Linked DNA regions of Sus scrofa: all the other regions are linked to region 1. Evidence: chromatin contacts called from public Hi-C and HiChIP or PLAC-seq data. All regions are on one chromosome and are shown on one strand. The core of a region is the stretch at or near the end of the contact, and the rest is flanking DNA. Distances in the headings are between cores, read along the strand shown.

Region 1 (2,969 bases), core at 256-2,755:
TAGCTCCCTTCCCTCCCTCCCATCCCCTGGAATCCAGAGGCCAAGGAAGAGTTGGGGAGGGGACGGTGACAGTTCTGGGAAGGCCAAGAACACTGAGGGAGGGTGGAGGAGCTCCTGTGGCCAGGACACAAGGTCTGGCACCCGAGCATTCCCAGGCAGACAGTTGTTTGCATAAAAGCCAAAAGCCACTGCACCTGGGGTGGGGAGGCCCTCTGGGGAGGTGCTCCCTGGCTTGGGGGAGAGGGGGGAAGGAAGGTGTCATGGAAAGTCCCTGAAGGACACGGGGTGTTGAATTTGTTGCGGTTTTGTTTTTAACTCCGTCCTGACCTGTGAAGTAGGCAGCTGCCTCCCTTCCCCCCAAAATAACAGACCTTCCCCCAGAATAACACGAGCACACCCAAGGAAGGAGCCTTCAGTGGAAAGAATGGAGGTTAGAGGGCCTGCGGGTGATGTAAATTGCCCCTCCCTTTCCCCAGGACTGAGGGGGCAGGAAGCCCCAGAGCAGCCTTTTCCCATCACCTCTCCTTCCCCCACAAACCCCCCAGGCCCCCCAGAAGAGCCGCCTAGTCAAATAAACCACAGCCCTGGGGGCAGCTGGGGGATGGGAACTAGGGGGGCAGATGCTGCCTCCTCCTCCAGGCTGTCCTCCCAGGGCTCCATCCCCATGCAACCCCCACAGGAATCCCATTCTCAGCACCTCCATCTCCCTCTCACTCACAGACACTGACTGCTCTCCTCTAGACTCCTGGGTGTGTGTGTGGGGGGGAGGGGGTTGTGTGTGCATGTGTTGGGGGAAAGCAGGCAGAATCAGTGAATCCAGCAAAGTCTCTGTATAGCAAAGGCCGGCCTTGTGCAGACGCCAGCTGAGTATTTGGACTCCTGGGTTCCAATCCCAGCCCGGCTGCTCTCTACCTGCCCCTGAGCACCCTGCCGTCCCTGTCTGGGCTTTGCTTTCCCCCTAGAGTCAGGGATCCAACAGGCAACCTGGCCTCAACCCCGCGCTCCAGCCAGGCCTTTCCCCAAATCTAGAAACAAGAATAGGAGAGAAAGATGGTTCTGGCCCTTCTTCTTTCTCTCCCCCAAACTCAGGCACTGGGAGGGAGGTGGGGCGCCGGAGCTAGAGTGACGGCGGCCTTTGATTCTCTCAAGTGGTCAGAGAAAACCATTCTATAAAATTCCAGCCCTGGCCCACAAAGTGGGGGTGGGGTGGGGCGGGGCATGGGGACAGCAAGGTGACAATGGATATGGGCACTGAGGTCGGGTCCGGGCCCCTGGCCTCTTCTCGGGACCTCCTCTTAACTCTGCATAAACCCAGACACCAGATTCCCGGGTTGGGGGTGCCTGGGAGAGGAAAGCCAAGGTCGGGCGGAGGGGGGAAGAGGTGCGGTGCGAGGTGGGAGTTGAGGGGGGTGTGAGGGGAGGGGCAGCTGCACTTCTGAGAAACAGCTCGGGCGTCTCAGCAGCCCGCAGCCTAACCCCCTGCCTGCGGCTTCACAGCTCGCTCCTCTTGCCGCCCACGCCGCTCGGGGCCTCTCCGGGGGTCGACAGCCCCCGCGGAGGCGGCGGCTGCTAAGGAGCAGCGGCAGCTCCGGGGACAGCCGAGTGGAACCCATGGGACTTGGGGGTGGGGGTGGAAAATGGAAGAAAGCGTGGGTTGCGTGACACCCCAGGAGTGAAACGCCATCCCTCACTCGGGGTCCCGAGCACTGGACCTTGGCACGCCGCGTGTCCCCCCTCCTCCCCCAGCCCGGGTACTCTCCCATCACACCCCAAGCAGGATCCAGAAGTGAAACCGCTCAGGGTCACAGCCCAGCGCCGCTGCTGTGCCACGCCCCGCCCTTCCGGGCACTGCAGCCTTGCAGGATCTCCCAGCACTCGGGCGACTGCTGGGGAGGAAACTGGGGGAGGGGAAGGGGAAGTGCCGCGTGGGGCAGTCTGCAAAGCGAGGCCTTCTCTCCTGGGAGTGCCCGTCCGTAACCACTAGTGGGAACCTCTAGCGGCACAGACCTTAGCGGGAACCAAGGAAGAGGCGCCTGCACTTCCCACCATAGCCACTGGGTGTCGCTGCAGCCGCGCGGCTGAGCCGGCCCAGGCCGTCGGGAGGCGGGGGCGCGGGTCCAAAGGAGCTGGATGACCCGAGCCCACCGCCGCCTTCGCCCCCGAAGCATCCTCCGTGCTTGTTTGTGGCCTGCAGAACCTTCCTCCACCCGCCTGGTCTCTAGAGGCCTCCACCCGGCCCACAGGCTCTCAGCGAAGAGCAAATCAACCCCCTTGCCCCGCGACGGATGGGCTCATTGCTGTGGCCCCAAGCGAGCCTCCTTCGTCAGGCCAGAGGATAGACGACGCATCCTCGGCTGCCTTGGCGGGGCCGGATGTGCTGAAAGTCAGGCCTCCGGAGCTCGCCCCCTGGCAAAGCCGGCAGGCTTTTCCGCCGCAGAGCCGGAGGCGGCTCCCTCGAGCCCGGCGACCGCATCTCCCCAACTGCTCGGCTGGCGCCGGTCACTGCCACTGACTGCACACGGGCCGGATTGTTCCCCGGCGAGAAGGGGGAGGAAGAGCGAGCGGTGGGTGCAGATCAAGTGTTGGGGAGCCAGAGCGACTGCTGGATGGGTCCCCGCGTGCGTCCCCACTCCTACTCTCCCAGCCGCCCCTTCCCACCCGCAGCTCATCCCTTAGCTGTGTGGGACGGATGGCTCAGCTTGGGAGAAGGGAACGAAAAGACGGGAACCTGTATGGAATCGATGGGTGTAAGAGGGCTGTGGATGGGCCAAGGCTGGGAGAAAGGAGAGAGCCTGGAATCTTTTGGAAAATTGGGGAAGGTTCTGTCTGTTAGGAATGCCCACTTCTACACTGTTTTGGGTCTGACTCAGGGCGGAGTTGGGCAGGTAGATGCAGAGGAACACGTGCCCATTGGCTGGAGGTCTGTGGGATGGATCTGGCTCATTCTGTTCCTGTCTACAGCTAGCTTT
Region 2 (2,988 bases), core at 178-2,677, 120 kb after region 1:
GCAGCCCAGCCAATAAGAGGAGAAGGGGCTCTCCAGGCAGCGGGGCTGGTGCGTGCAAAGGCACAGAGACACAAAGCAGCAAGGTGTGGGTAAGCATGTCCTGCAGTGCCCTGTCGGACCTTAGGATACACACAGGAAGACTGGCGGGGAAGGCGTCAGATCAGAGAGAGCTCTGTAAATTGTGCTAAAGATGCAGCCTTTCCCATAGGCAATGGGAAAGCATCCAAGGGTTTTCGACAAGGAAGTGATACTATGAATTGTGTTTTTCAAGGATGAGAAGAATTGCAGTTTGGAGACTGAGCTGCAGGCAGCCATGACTGGAAGTTGCTGGAAAGCCACTGTGGTCATCCTGGTGAGAAACACATCAACGAGAGTGGTCACAGAAGAGAGGGAGGCACAGGACTAGATGTGAAGCATGTTCAGGAAGTCAGCTGGACTAAGTCACCTCTTAGATATGGGAGTTGAGGGAGAAATATATGATAATTATTAGGTTTCTGGCTGAGATGGGGTGGCAGAGAAAGAAGGAATCTGCAGGGGAAAAGAGCAGTTCAAGTTTAGACAGAGTGAATTCCAGCTGAAGTGGAGCTGTCCAACTAGTAGCCTAAGGCCAACTGAGGCTCCAGGGAGAGGCTTCGGTGAAAAGGTAGATCTGGACACGACTGGGGTATGTAGGTGGTGTAAAGCTGAAACCATGAGAGTGGATGAGACCATCCAGATCCAGAGTTAAGAGGCTGGCTGAGCAAGAGAGATGAATGTGAAACCGTGCTTCTACAGTCAGAAGAGCAGGAGGAAAATAAGGGGATGCCGACGCGGTGGAAGCCAAAAAAGAGGGTGATGGGTACGTGTTCACTACTGCAATTGAGAATTTATGTCACTGGTGTTATGCTCCTCTAAGAACTCAAGAAAGATACGTTAAAGGGCCCTTATAATGTCAACTGGGAAGTCATTCACTGTCGTTTCCAAAGGAAGTTGAGGGAGACCGGATGACGGTGAGACATTGACCTCCAGGAACTTGGAAATATTTTCCTCCTCATTCTCAGATCCTGACCCCTCCCCAGATCCTGACCTTTAATACCCTGATACCTTCCCCTTGCTTCTTCCCTCACAGCAACGTGAGAGGCTTTGGAGGGCGATCCGGGACGCCTTTCCAAGGCTCTCTCGAGTAGGCGGGGCCGTAGAGGGTCAACGCAGACGACCCTCCAACCCCGCGCTGAGTGGAGCGAGGCCGAGCATAGGAAGGGGGCGGAACCTGGAGCGCGGAGGGTGTGGGAAGGGTCGGACCGAACCACGAACGGACACCGGCTAGGGAGCCAGGATCCATCGGCGAGACGTAGCCCTCGTACCACCACCCGGTCCCAGTGACCTCTCGCGGACCCACCTGCACCATGTCAGCCACGGCTCCGGCTCTTCCCAGCCCCAGCCGCAATCTGGCTCCGAAGCTTCGGCGGCGCCTCCGAGCGGAAGGGGATCTCCTCTCGGCGCCACTTCCGCCACTGAGTCCGCCCCCGGGAGCGAACCGGGAGGTACTAGGCCCGAGGCACCGCCCCCTCTCCCAACCCCGCCCCCAAGCCCTCAGGCCCCGCCCACAAGGGCGGGAAATGGGGGCTGCTGCTAAAGTTAGGCTTGAAAAGAGGAATTAGAAGCCCAGGGGTTTCGTGCTTATTGGGCCACAGAGGCCTAGCACTCTGGAGAAAAAAGGGGAGCTTCCTGAGGGGAGGCCTGCGGGCCTGGAGGACGAGGAATCCAGTTACTCTTGAAGCACCCCTCTTCTCTCCACCCCGCCCCCGCCCCCGCCCCACCTCTTTCCACCTCCCTAGCAGGATCTAGAATGTCTGTGGTCCTTCCTAAGAGGGCTTGGAACTTGGCTGCAGTCAAGGCTGCAAACTAGAGGACTGGACATTACGGTCAAGGACCTGACCCTTGGATGACTACCACATAGTGAACCTCCTCCTCCCTCTCCTTTTCCCTGAAAGAGAAGTCTCAGCACAGGTATTTACAAAGATTTATTACAGCAGGGGAGCGGTTCAGGCCTGGAGTCAGGGAAGAAGGGAAGAGGACAGAGCAGCTGGAGGACAAGGAGAGCCTAGATCCCCCACTGTTTGCCCCTCCTCCCAAGGACTTACACTAGGCGGCATTCCTGGCATCAAAGCACAAACAAAAGGCAACAAAGCAGCCTCTGCCAGTCCATCTTCCAGGCACCCAGGCTGGGGAGCAGGTGATAAGGGGAAGATTTCCAAAATGTGGAGGCTGTGGAAAGGATGCCTGAATCCTGGGCCCTGGTAGACGCCAGTGAGAAGGAATTCCCAGGGGATGGAGAAGGATCTGTGGGCACTTACAAGTTCTCAGTACCCTCTTTCCCCAGATCTTAGGGTCCTGCCCTGTGGGTTTCCTATGCCCAGGGGAGAGGGTCTGGGGAGTAGAATTGTGAAGGATGAACCTTTGTCCCCCATTTACTGAGTTTTCCAATGCAGACTCTCACACCCCAGCTCCCACCCAGTGAATGGGGGAATGACTGGCAGGGGTAGGCATCAGGCAGCAAGTGCCCAGGGACTCTGAGCATCAGCCAAAGGTGGGCAGATAAGCAAACACAGACCAGCCTTAGTCTTCTAGAAGCCGCAGCCCTAGCAATTGAGAAAGGTACAAAATAGGGTAGGGATGGGGTGGGTTTCTGAGGAACAGCAATGCCCTCTCCACTTCCATCTGGGAGATGCAGGGCTTGGTACCTATGTGCCAGGCTCAGGGTGGGCAGGGCGCTGTGGCTCTTCCCCTGGCTCTGCAAGGCAAGCAAAGGAACTTAGGGCTTGGCCACGCCTACCAAGATCACAACACCAACCCTCCCCAAGCCTCACCACTTAATGCGGGGTCTTCCACTTGGTTCTCAGAGCTTCCAACTCTCTGGGGCTCATCCAGAGGGGGTGGGCGCTCCCAGGGACCCTCCAGACCTTGGCCACAAGTTGTCTTTTGTCCAGCTGGGGATGGGGAAAAGGG
Region 3 (2,706 bases), core at 87-2,586, 99 kb before region 1:
TTCTTTAGAGTAGTGACACATGCCATTGTTAAGTATAAAGAACATTGTAGTAGAAAAGTTTTCTATAACTCTTTAATCAAATAACTACTCATCCTTATACCATCCCTGTGTAATTTTACAGTTCCTCTTCTGCTACTTTTGATGTGCTATTTTTGCTTTTAGAAACTAACAAACAACAAATTTCCCCTTTCAATACTAAAATTAGACCTAGTGTTTAGAGTATTTCTCTGAAACTGATATTATCCTGTAGAGCTCCAACCCAAACAAGCTATAGAGATGCTTTCATGGTGCCATGATCTTAAAACAAAGCCAATACAAGTTATTAATTCATTAAAAATCATATATATCTCCTACACCAAAGCATGTTTAAAATAAACATGCATAAAATTATAATATGCACACTTTAAGTGTGGGTTTATTCTTATGTGGTTTGTTGATGCACAAACCCCCAACCTTAAGTCTCAAATATATTTGTATACTAACAATATGTTTCTAACAAGGGTGACAGTGGTCTTTTTGAAAATCATTTACATGCTGTCCAATTCAGCATATTTAGTAACTTTATAAGGAAGGACTCACTTGAACAATGTCCCTTAGACCTTAGTGTGGAGAAAAATTCTGCTTTTGAAAAATTGTTATGTGGTCCTTTCCCTTTTCTTCTCCCTGTAGTCAAAAGTGTGCTGACCTCTATAAAGTGTGGAGGATGGATGTTGGTACAGCTCTGCTTGTTAACATCTTTGAGTTAATGTTATTATCTTATTGTGTCTCCCCACCACCACCACCACCACCACTTAGCACTTATACATTATACATAGGTTTTTGTAGGCTGTCTCACATCTTATTTGGAAGAAGGCAGGGTAGTAGAAAATAAACACACATACGTAGATCACGTAGTATTTTGTGAGTGGTGACAAATACAGCAAGCAGTTCCCAGGAGGGAAAATAAAAGTGAGAGACTTGCTTCCAAAAATGAAAAAGTTGAGTTGATAAAAGTGCCAAAATTCTTTTAAGCTATCCTAGAACTTTCTGAAAACTTGGACCAATAAACTTTATTACGTGAAACGAAAATGTGAGGAAGAAAAACCTATCGAGTGAAGTGAATGCTCCTTGATGATCTTCATGGTTTTCATCCTCGAATCTAGAGCAAAAGTTCCAGATTTTGCTCAATTCCTGCCACACCTCTCTGAACTCAAACTTGGAAGAGAGCTATCCAGATTCCTCCTCTCCCCTCCACGTGATAGCACGCTCTCAACTCACATCCTTCGCCAAGAGACATTTTGAGACCATTTTACTGTGGTGCCTTTCCATCCTATCCGGCTTCTGGGCTGTGACATTCAAAAGGGTGCTGGAGGCGCGGTACCTCCGGGCGCTCCGCGGTGAGCGTCCTTTAAAGCCGCCGCCAGCCAGCGCCGCTGTAACCCCGCGCACCGGCGGGTCGCCGGCTCCTGCCCCCTTCAGTCTGCGCCGACGCGGCGGCCGGCTCCCGGGGACTCCCCGAGCTGGGAATCTCCCGCCAGCTGCGCGCTGCGTCCCGGCGACGGCAGGAGCACGTGGAGCCACTGGGCAGCCAGAGCCGCCGCTCCAGCCCAGCCCAGCCCAGCCCAGCCCGGCGGCGAGATGGAAGGTGAGCCTCCAGCCCGCTTCTTTTCTAAGGGATCTTTGAAATGCTCGACCGGTGCACGCAGCAGAGAGAGTTCCTTCTGAATCTCGGTTTTGCTTCTATTTATTTCTTTTGTCAGAAGTAAATATGAGGCATTTCAGAGGGCAAAGCGTGTGCCGGCTTTCATACATCTCCCATTTGCTCCCTACCCCCTCCCCGCACTTAACTTTGGAAAGTGATAACTTCTCCGCAATTTCATTTCTTAGGAGTTGTCAGGGGTCAGTTCTTGAGTCTGCAGAGGAAGAGTACTTAGGACGAGGTGTCCCTGAATTGGCAGCAAACCTGAGTTGGAATAACTAATCCTTTTGGATGATTTTTTTTCCGTCCATGGCCTTACTGTCCATTGGAATTAGGCTAATATGAGCGACTTCTTTAGAATGAAAGGAGATTGTTTTTCCTCCTAAAGGCAAATGCTGTCATATGGGGAGGTAAATGTTAAAGTATTGGCACTTAGCGGTTCCTTTGGAACTCCATCTTCTAATGATAACTTTACTCAAAGCAAAAATCAAGCTCGCGTTGAGTTTCATTTGAATTAATTTTGAAAGTCATAAAACTCTTCGCTTCTCAAAAATGTTTCAGTATGTACTTCCTTGGGATAACTAAAATTTCCCACTACTATTTGGTAGTCTAAACTTTGCAATAGTCTGTTCAACAAGTGTTTGAAAATGGCAGATGCATCTCAGATTGGGGGAGGTAGTGACAGAAAACCAGAATTTGTGAGAATATATTCATTCTGTTGATAAATGAGATACTGACACCTAAATAAAATGTTCACTTGGTAAATATTATGAATAGCATGGATATTTTCTTCATAGTAATCTAAGGCTCTCTTATTGCCAGGGAACCTTGATCTTTGTCTGCCTTAGGTCTAGAGTATATGAAGTTATTAAAACCTAATTGAATACTTTGGAATATAAGATAGATTTTTGTTTCATAATGTAATTGAGTACAATACTGGGGTACTAAGTCCTCAATTTGTACATGGATATGTTTACAATTTTTTTTAAACTGACTTGGCTTTTATAAACATTTTTTTTCCCTCTAAG
Region 4 (3,024 bases), core at 364-2,863, 120 kb before region 1:
GGGAATCAATTTCTAGGATGCTAGAAATATTTTATTTCTTCACCTGGGTCGTGGGTTGCTCAGATGTTTATGTGATGATTATTTGTTAAGAGGTAAGTTTGTGGTTAATGTGCTTTTCTGTAAGTATGTTATATTTCACAATAAAAGCGGTGAAAAAAAAGAAAAAAGTAGTGATGTTTGCCTCATTGTAAGCTTTTTTGGTGTAAATCTTTCCTCTACCCACCTTCTGAAATCTGTGTCAAATCTACCACCTAAATACCCAAGGGACAGAGGGTCTTAAGCTGCTACCTAGGTCACAATGGCACTTCATCAGAGTATCCTATCTGTCTCAGACATTTGTCTGTGCCTCCCTGGTGACAGAGACCAAGACTACTGAGCATAGCACCTGCAGGAAATAAAAACTTATTAATTGAATGTATACAAATTACCATGAAAAGCGATGGATTCCTGCCCGTGTAGGATCACTACGTCTATCACAGGCCCTACACGCTAATACAGAGCCTTAGAATTGTTGGTGTTTTATGGTTTACACAGCTCTTTCATACAAATTATATGATTACATGGAGTTACATTATAAATGAGGCTGAAACTGGTATTAGTTTCCCCACAGCAGGGATGACAAAACTGTCTTTGCCAAAGATAGAAAATGATAAAGAGTCAGGACTAGAATAGGAAGCCATTTCCATTGCAAACTGCAGGTGTCTTCCTCACTCGCTTTCTGTCATTCAGGGGAGACACGTCTTGCAAGATGCTTTGAAAACCACTGGATATTAGACTCAAACAGCTGGGCCATAAAAAAGAAGGGGGAGTCCAATGCACTTATCTCCACCCCCAGTTTAGTCTTCCCTCTGCATTAAAAAAATCCGGTTGACTTCCGTCTGTGTGAACCACATTCCAGAAAACTTCCACAGAGGTGAGGCAGGGTCCAGGAGCCTGCATGAGAACTCTTCAAAGCTGTGGGCCCTGCATCTCCAAGAAAGGGACCTCAGGCTCGTTTGGACTGAGATGTGCTTCCTCTACGCCTTAAGTTGTATGCAACTTTTTCTAGTCAATAGCTGGCTGGTTTGAAGCACTTTCTTTTCTCTTTGCTTCCTGTTTCTTATCTTTGTTTTCCAAACACCCTCACTGCTCCATTTGTTTCCCCGGCTAGGTATCAGCGTGTTACCCAGGAATGATCCAAAGTGATAGCATGACATGTGTTCATCCAAACTTCAGGTCACATATCTAGCAAGGATCTATACCTTGGCACCAGTCATGTTTCTGCAACCTTAAAGGTCCTCTGGATCTGCATAATTCATTATTGTGCCATAGCTGCTGAAGTTATATTCCTTCCTGATAGCTACAATCTCTGGCTCAGTAAGAAATACAACAGTTCTTGGGCTATGTAAATTTTCAATCTGAGAAATGGATTATTGGTGAAATAAAAAGCCTGCTACCGTAAGAAAATAATTTCCACTCTATGTCACTGACTCTGCACAAACCCAGCAGGGATTGTAACTTAAAAATTACTTTTTTTCTTGAGATCCAGTTTTGTTTTTGACTATAAAACGATTACCCCTCATAGAGCTAAAGGTAATCATACTAATCTGTCAGTTTATCTATGTGCTTCCTTCCGAGGGACTGAAGAAACTTGTGAAACTGAAGGAGGAAGTCAAGAGGGGCCTGAGAAACATTTATCAGATGCGTGTGGGTAAGGAAAGCTTGCCAAGGGCGAACACAGTTAAGATGCAAATATGGCAGCAACCTAAAGAGTTTAAGGGCACTGAGGGTAAAAAACAAAACATAGAGGGAGAAAATAGCTTCCCGCCTTAGGGAAAAAAAGAAATCCACCAACTCAAGAGGAGTGCCTACACCCTGTGGGATTTTCTAAGCAGGGGGAGGAAACGTCAAACCGGAGGCAGCGTCATCAAAAAGCAGTTTCATCACTAGTTCACCCTTTAATCTAGTCTATTAGTTTTCCTTCACTGGGGTTAAAATTTGTATTTTGCTGTATTTTATTTGCCCAGTGGGCACTTTCCCACTGAACAGTTTTGTTTGAAGAGCTCATATAAAATGTTAGAATAGTTATTACCTGTTAAGGTAAAACTCACTGTGAAAGACAGAATTAGTAATTAAGAGCCTAGATCCTGGAGACTTTCAATGCCAACTCTCTTACCTGCTGTGTAACCTTGAGCAAATTACGTACAATTATGTGCCTCTGCACACTGTAAAATGTGAATAATTAGAGCATCTGCCTACTGTGATAACAAATGAAAACTAGAGAATAAATATGTCCAAAATATATACTTTTTCTGTCTTTTTGAGGGCTTCACCCACAGCATATGGTTTCCCAGGCTAGGGGCTGAATCGCCTGCACCACAGCCACAGCAATGCCAGATCTGAGCCGTGTCTGTGACCTACCCCACAGCTCATGGCAACTCCAGATCCTTAACCCACTGAGTGAGCCCAGGGATCGAACCTGCAACCTCATGGTTCCCAGTCGGATTCGTTTCCGCTGTGCCACGACAGGAACTCCCCCTTCTTTTTCTTTTTTTAGGGCCGCACCTGTGGCATATGGAAGTTCCTGGGCTAGGGGTCAAATCAGAGCTGCAGTTGCTGGCCTATGCCATAGCCACAATAATGCCAGATCCTTTAACTCACTGATTGAGGCCAGGGGTCAAACCCACATCCTTACAGATACTAGTCAGGTTCTTAACTAGTATTTGTTTTTGACTATAAAACTATTACCACTCAAAGAGCCAAAGATAATCATACTAACCTGTCAGTTTATCTATGTTCTGAATACATAAACCTGGCTGAGCCGTGATGGGAACTCCGAGACATTTAATTCTTCAGGAGACAAAAGTTTCCCTTTAAATTCTATCATTAAAATGTTTGTATTCTGGGGAGTTCCCACTGTGGCACAGTAAGTTGAAGATCTGCTGTTTTCTCTGTGGCAGCCTGAGTTGCTGCTGAGGCACAGGTTTGATCCCCAGTCTGGGAACTTCCATGGATGTGGACAAAAAAGAAAAAAATAGTTTGTAT
Region 5 (2,885 bases), core at 81-2,580, 65 kb after region 1:
AGAGAGTGGACAGGAGGAAAGGCAGTCATTAATCTGCACCCACACTAATTATGCATCTAGCTATAAGGCGTCGGTGCTTCAATCAGACGGGTTGTGTGCTTGTGCTGGGGATAGAGTGGGGAGGAGGGGTGATACTAAAGCAAACGTCCTCCTATTCCCAAAGATCCTCCTCTTAATATTCCTTGAAATACTACACCTCCCTCTCCTACCTCAACGTCATCTGAATCACTCTGGTGATTTGACAGCCTTGGTTTGGCACACAAATTCTTACGCCGAATTACGTTATTCATTCACTTAAAAACAAACAAAAAAACCGCGTTCTTAGCGAGCGCCTACCCTGAGCCAAATTCTCTACTAGTACTGGTAGTAGAGTAGTAAAACAAGACAGCAGAGGTCCTCACTCTGCCAGGGAAAACAGACCACTGTATATCACCTTCCAGGTGTTATCACCCTCAGAAGTAGTCTTTATTTTGAGACTAGAAAAATCAGCAGGAGTGGGATTAAGAGTGATACAGACGGGGTAAAGCTAGGGAGCTTGAGAGACATGGCCCCTTGAAGTGGGTCAGAGGCAGAGTAGTGAGGGAGACCAGTAGGCAGGAGCCAGATCCTGCAGGGCTTGTGGAGTTACGATTTTATCCTGAGGTAAGTGAGAGCCTGGAAAGAATTTTAAGAAGGAAAAAGTGAAATGATCAAAATTGAATTTTTGAAATTGGAGCATGGGCTGGAGGGGGTTTAAGTAGAGGCAGGGAGATGTGTTAAAAAGCTACTACAGCTGCCTCGGTGACAGATGCTGATGACTTTATTTTTTTATTTTTATTTATTTTTTTATTTTTGTCTTTTTGCTATTTCTTGGGCCGCTCCCGCGGCATATGGAGGTTCCCAGGCTAGGGGTCGAATCGGAGCCGTAGCCACCGGCCTATGCTAGAGCCACAGCAACGCGGGATCCGAGCCGCGTCTGCAACCTACACCACAGCTCACGGGAACACCGGATCGTTAACCCACTGAGCAAGGGCAGGGATCGAACCCGCAACCTCATGGTTCCTAGTCGGATTCATTAACCACTGCGCCACGATGGGAACTCCCTGATGACTTTAAACAGGGTGGTGGTGACAGTGGAGAAGGAGAAAAGTGGACAGTTTCAGGTACATTAGGAAGTGGAAATCCGATAAGGCTGGGAACCGAAAAACAGCCCCAGTTCAAATTAAGAGACCCCGGAGAAAAAAGAACACGGATGTTGATAAAATACAACTTTATTTTGCTTCTTAACTCACCTGGCGTCTCCCTTCCCTAACCCTTTCGCACGTTTTATGCAGATAAGAATAAGACAGGAGGCGGGGCAGGCGCCCAGAAAAATCCGGGAACTTTTATTTAAACTAGGGTGGACGTCAGCGGAGAGTTTGCGAAAGAACACAAGGCACTTCCGGCTATCCCGGAAGTGAGAGAACTTAAGTTCCTCCGCCGGCGGAGGGCCAGGGTGAAGGGATGGCCTGGCGGACGGCGCGGCTGCTGCTGCTAGCCGGAGCAGCCGCACTAGCAAGCGGTTCACAGGGCGACCGAGAGCCGGTGTACCGTGACTGCTTGCTCCAGTGCGAGGAGCGGAACTGCTCCGGGGGCGCACTGAAGCACTTCCGCTCCCACCAGCCAATCTACATGAGTCTAGCAGGTAAGCCCCACCCCGCGGTAGACCCCGCCCATTTATCTTGGCCCCGCCCCTTCGCCCCCAGTTGCTACCCCTGCAGTGTGTGTTTTCGTTCCTCCCCTGAATCCATTATGAACATAAGATGAGTGGAAGCTCTGGTGATCCTCATCAGCCAGGAGCTTCATTTACTTTTTCTTACTTAGTCAAATGGGCATTTACCACCTCCTGGGTACAAATCCCTGGAATGACACTGAAATCAGACCAGGGTCCAGCCCTTAGGGACTTTGAGTCCCTACCTGGGACTTCAGCCTTCTCAAATACAAGGAAGAGGACAATTTATTTTTATTTATTTATTTATTTATTTATTTTTAGGGACGCACTTGCAGCATTTGGAAATTACCAGGCTAGGGTTGACTTGGAGCTGCAGCTGCCGGCCTATACCACAGCCACGGCAATGCCGGATCTGAACAGTGTTTGCAGTCTACATCACAGCTCATCACAGCAGGATTCTTAACACACTGAGCGAGGCAGGGATCTAACCCACGTCCTCATGGATACTAGTCTGGATGAGTAGTGAGCCAGGATGGTAATTCCTGCAGAGGACGATTTGAGCCCTAAGCGATTAAGCAGTAGGAGCATGTAGGGGAGGGAGGAATCATTTCTGGCTTTGAAAATGTGGGGGCAGTGATTGTTTTGGAACATTCTGTAAAGGAAGGGCTTCCAGATGGATACATTAAATTTAGATCTGTGGCCATAGTGGGCACTTATTCAGTTAATTTTCACAACAAACCTTTGAGGTCGATTCTCTTAACCTGATTTTTATAGATGGGAGACTCAGAGAGGTTTAGTGCCCCGCCCAAAGTCACACAGCTAGTAAGTGGTAAAGCAGAGTTTTCTGTTCTGGCTTGTTTGACTACAAGTGTGTTCTCTTTACTATCCGCTTTGCATGCCAGACAGAGGAAACAGAGAGTGGAGGCCCTGGGCAGATATGGGCACATCCAGCAGCTTGGTTTACTCAGGGAGCAAGGTGCATGAAAAGGAGCAGTGGGAAATAAAGTTAGAAAGGCAACATGGGGCTTCAAAAGTCAGACTGAAGAATTTGGGCTTTATTTCATAGGTAGGGCATAAGATGGCAAGGGTTCCTCCCTGGTGAATGAGAGCAAATCTTATGTTCAGGAAGGACAAATGTAAACCTGGAGTTCCCACCGTGACTCAGCAGGTTAAGACTCTAACTAGTATCCATGAG

The links. Hi-C and Micro-C count contacts between places; a contact is called where the count stands out from the background. HiChIP or PLAC-seq counts read pairs in DNA pulled down with a chosen protein or histone mark.
Region 2: a contact with region 1 is called in an H3K27ac HiChIP or PLAC-seq map of alveolar macrophages. The contact joins the promoter of STARD3 here to the enhancer-like site in region 1. A contact is called at or near these places in 14 of 47 Hi-C or Micro-C datasets (alveolar macrophages, blood, embryonic fibroblasts and 9 more) and 2 of 2 datasets of contacts at active chromatin or transcription factors (alveolar macrophages and skeletal muscle).
Region 3: a contact with region 1 is called in a Hi-C map of liver, with 5 times the contacts expected there. The contact joins the promoter of IKZF3 here to the enhancer-like site in region 1. A contact is called at or near these places in 8 of 47 Hi-C or Micro-C datasets (alveolar macrophages, blood, embryonic fibroblasts and 2 more) and 1 of 2 datasets of contacts at active chromatin or transcription factors (alveolar macrophages).
Region 4: a contact with region 1 is called in an H3K27ac HiChIP or PLAC-seq map of alveolar macrophages. The contact joins two enhancer-like sites. A contact is called at or near these places in 2 of 47 Hi-C or Micro-C datasets (embryonic fibroblasts and epiblast stem cells) and 1 of 2 datasets of contacts at active chromatin or transcription factors (alveolar macrophages).
Region 5: an H3K27ac HiChIP or PLAC-seq map of alveolar macrophages shows a contact between it and region 1. The contact joins the promoter of PGAP3 here to the enhancer-like site in region 1. A contact is called at or near these places in 1 of 5 promoter capture datasets (liver), 10 of 47 Hi-C or Micro-C datasets (alveolar macrophages, blood, embryonic fibroblasts and 5 more) and 2 of 2 datasets of contacts at active chromatin or transcription factors (alveolar macrophages and skeletal muscle).

The regions. Positions count from the first base shown.
Region 1 is chr12:22,563,631-22,566,599 of Sscrofa11.1, forward strand. No RefSeq gene overlaps it. Among named protein-coding and RNA genes, the nearest start is that of GRB7, 18 kb to the right of the region's middle. Within about 2 kb of position 1,506, at least 38 of the 83 cell types and tissues checked have an H3K27ac peak or open chromatin away from gene starts, as enhancers often do. A contact at or near this core is called in alveolar macrophages, embryonic fibroblasts, liver and 4 more, where this site is marked.
Region 2 is chr12:22,679,258-22,682,245 of Sscrofa11.1, forward strand. STARD3 (StAR related lipid transfer domain containing 3) reads right to left here and starts at 1,428. Exons shown (of 15, transcript NM_001143725.1): 1 at 1,379-1,428. PPP1R1B (protein phosphatase 1 regulatory subunit 1B) reads right to left here. Exons shown (of 6, transcript XM_021067047.1): 6 at 1,987-2,773. The coding sequence ends at 2,724.
Region 3 is chr12:22,465,050-22,467,755 of Sscrofa11.1, forward strand. IKZF3 (zinc finger protein Aiolos) reads left to right here and starts at 1,337. Exons shown (of 8, transcript XM_005653923.3): 1 at 1,337-1,624. The coding sequence starts at 1,618.
Region 4 is chr12:22,445,203-22,448,226 of Sscrofa11.1, forward strand. No RefSeq gene overlaps it. Among named protein-coding and RNA genes, the nearest start is that of ZPBP2, 16 kb to the right of the region's middle. Within about 2 kb of position 1,614, at least 13 of the 83 cell types and tissues checked have an H3K27ac peak or open chromatin away from gene starts, as enhancers often do. A contact at or near this core is called in alveolar macrophages, where this site is marked.
Region 5 is chr12:22,629,089-22,631,973 of Sscrofa11.1, forward strand. PGAP3 (post-GPI attachment to proteins factor 3) reads left to right here and starts at 1,331. Exons shown (of 7, transcript XM_013979725.2): 1 at 1,331-1,663. The coding sequence starts at 1,483.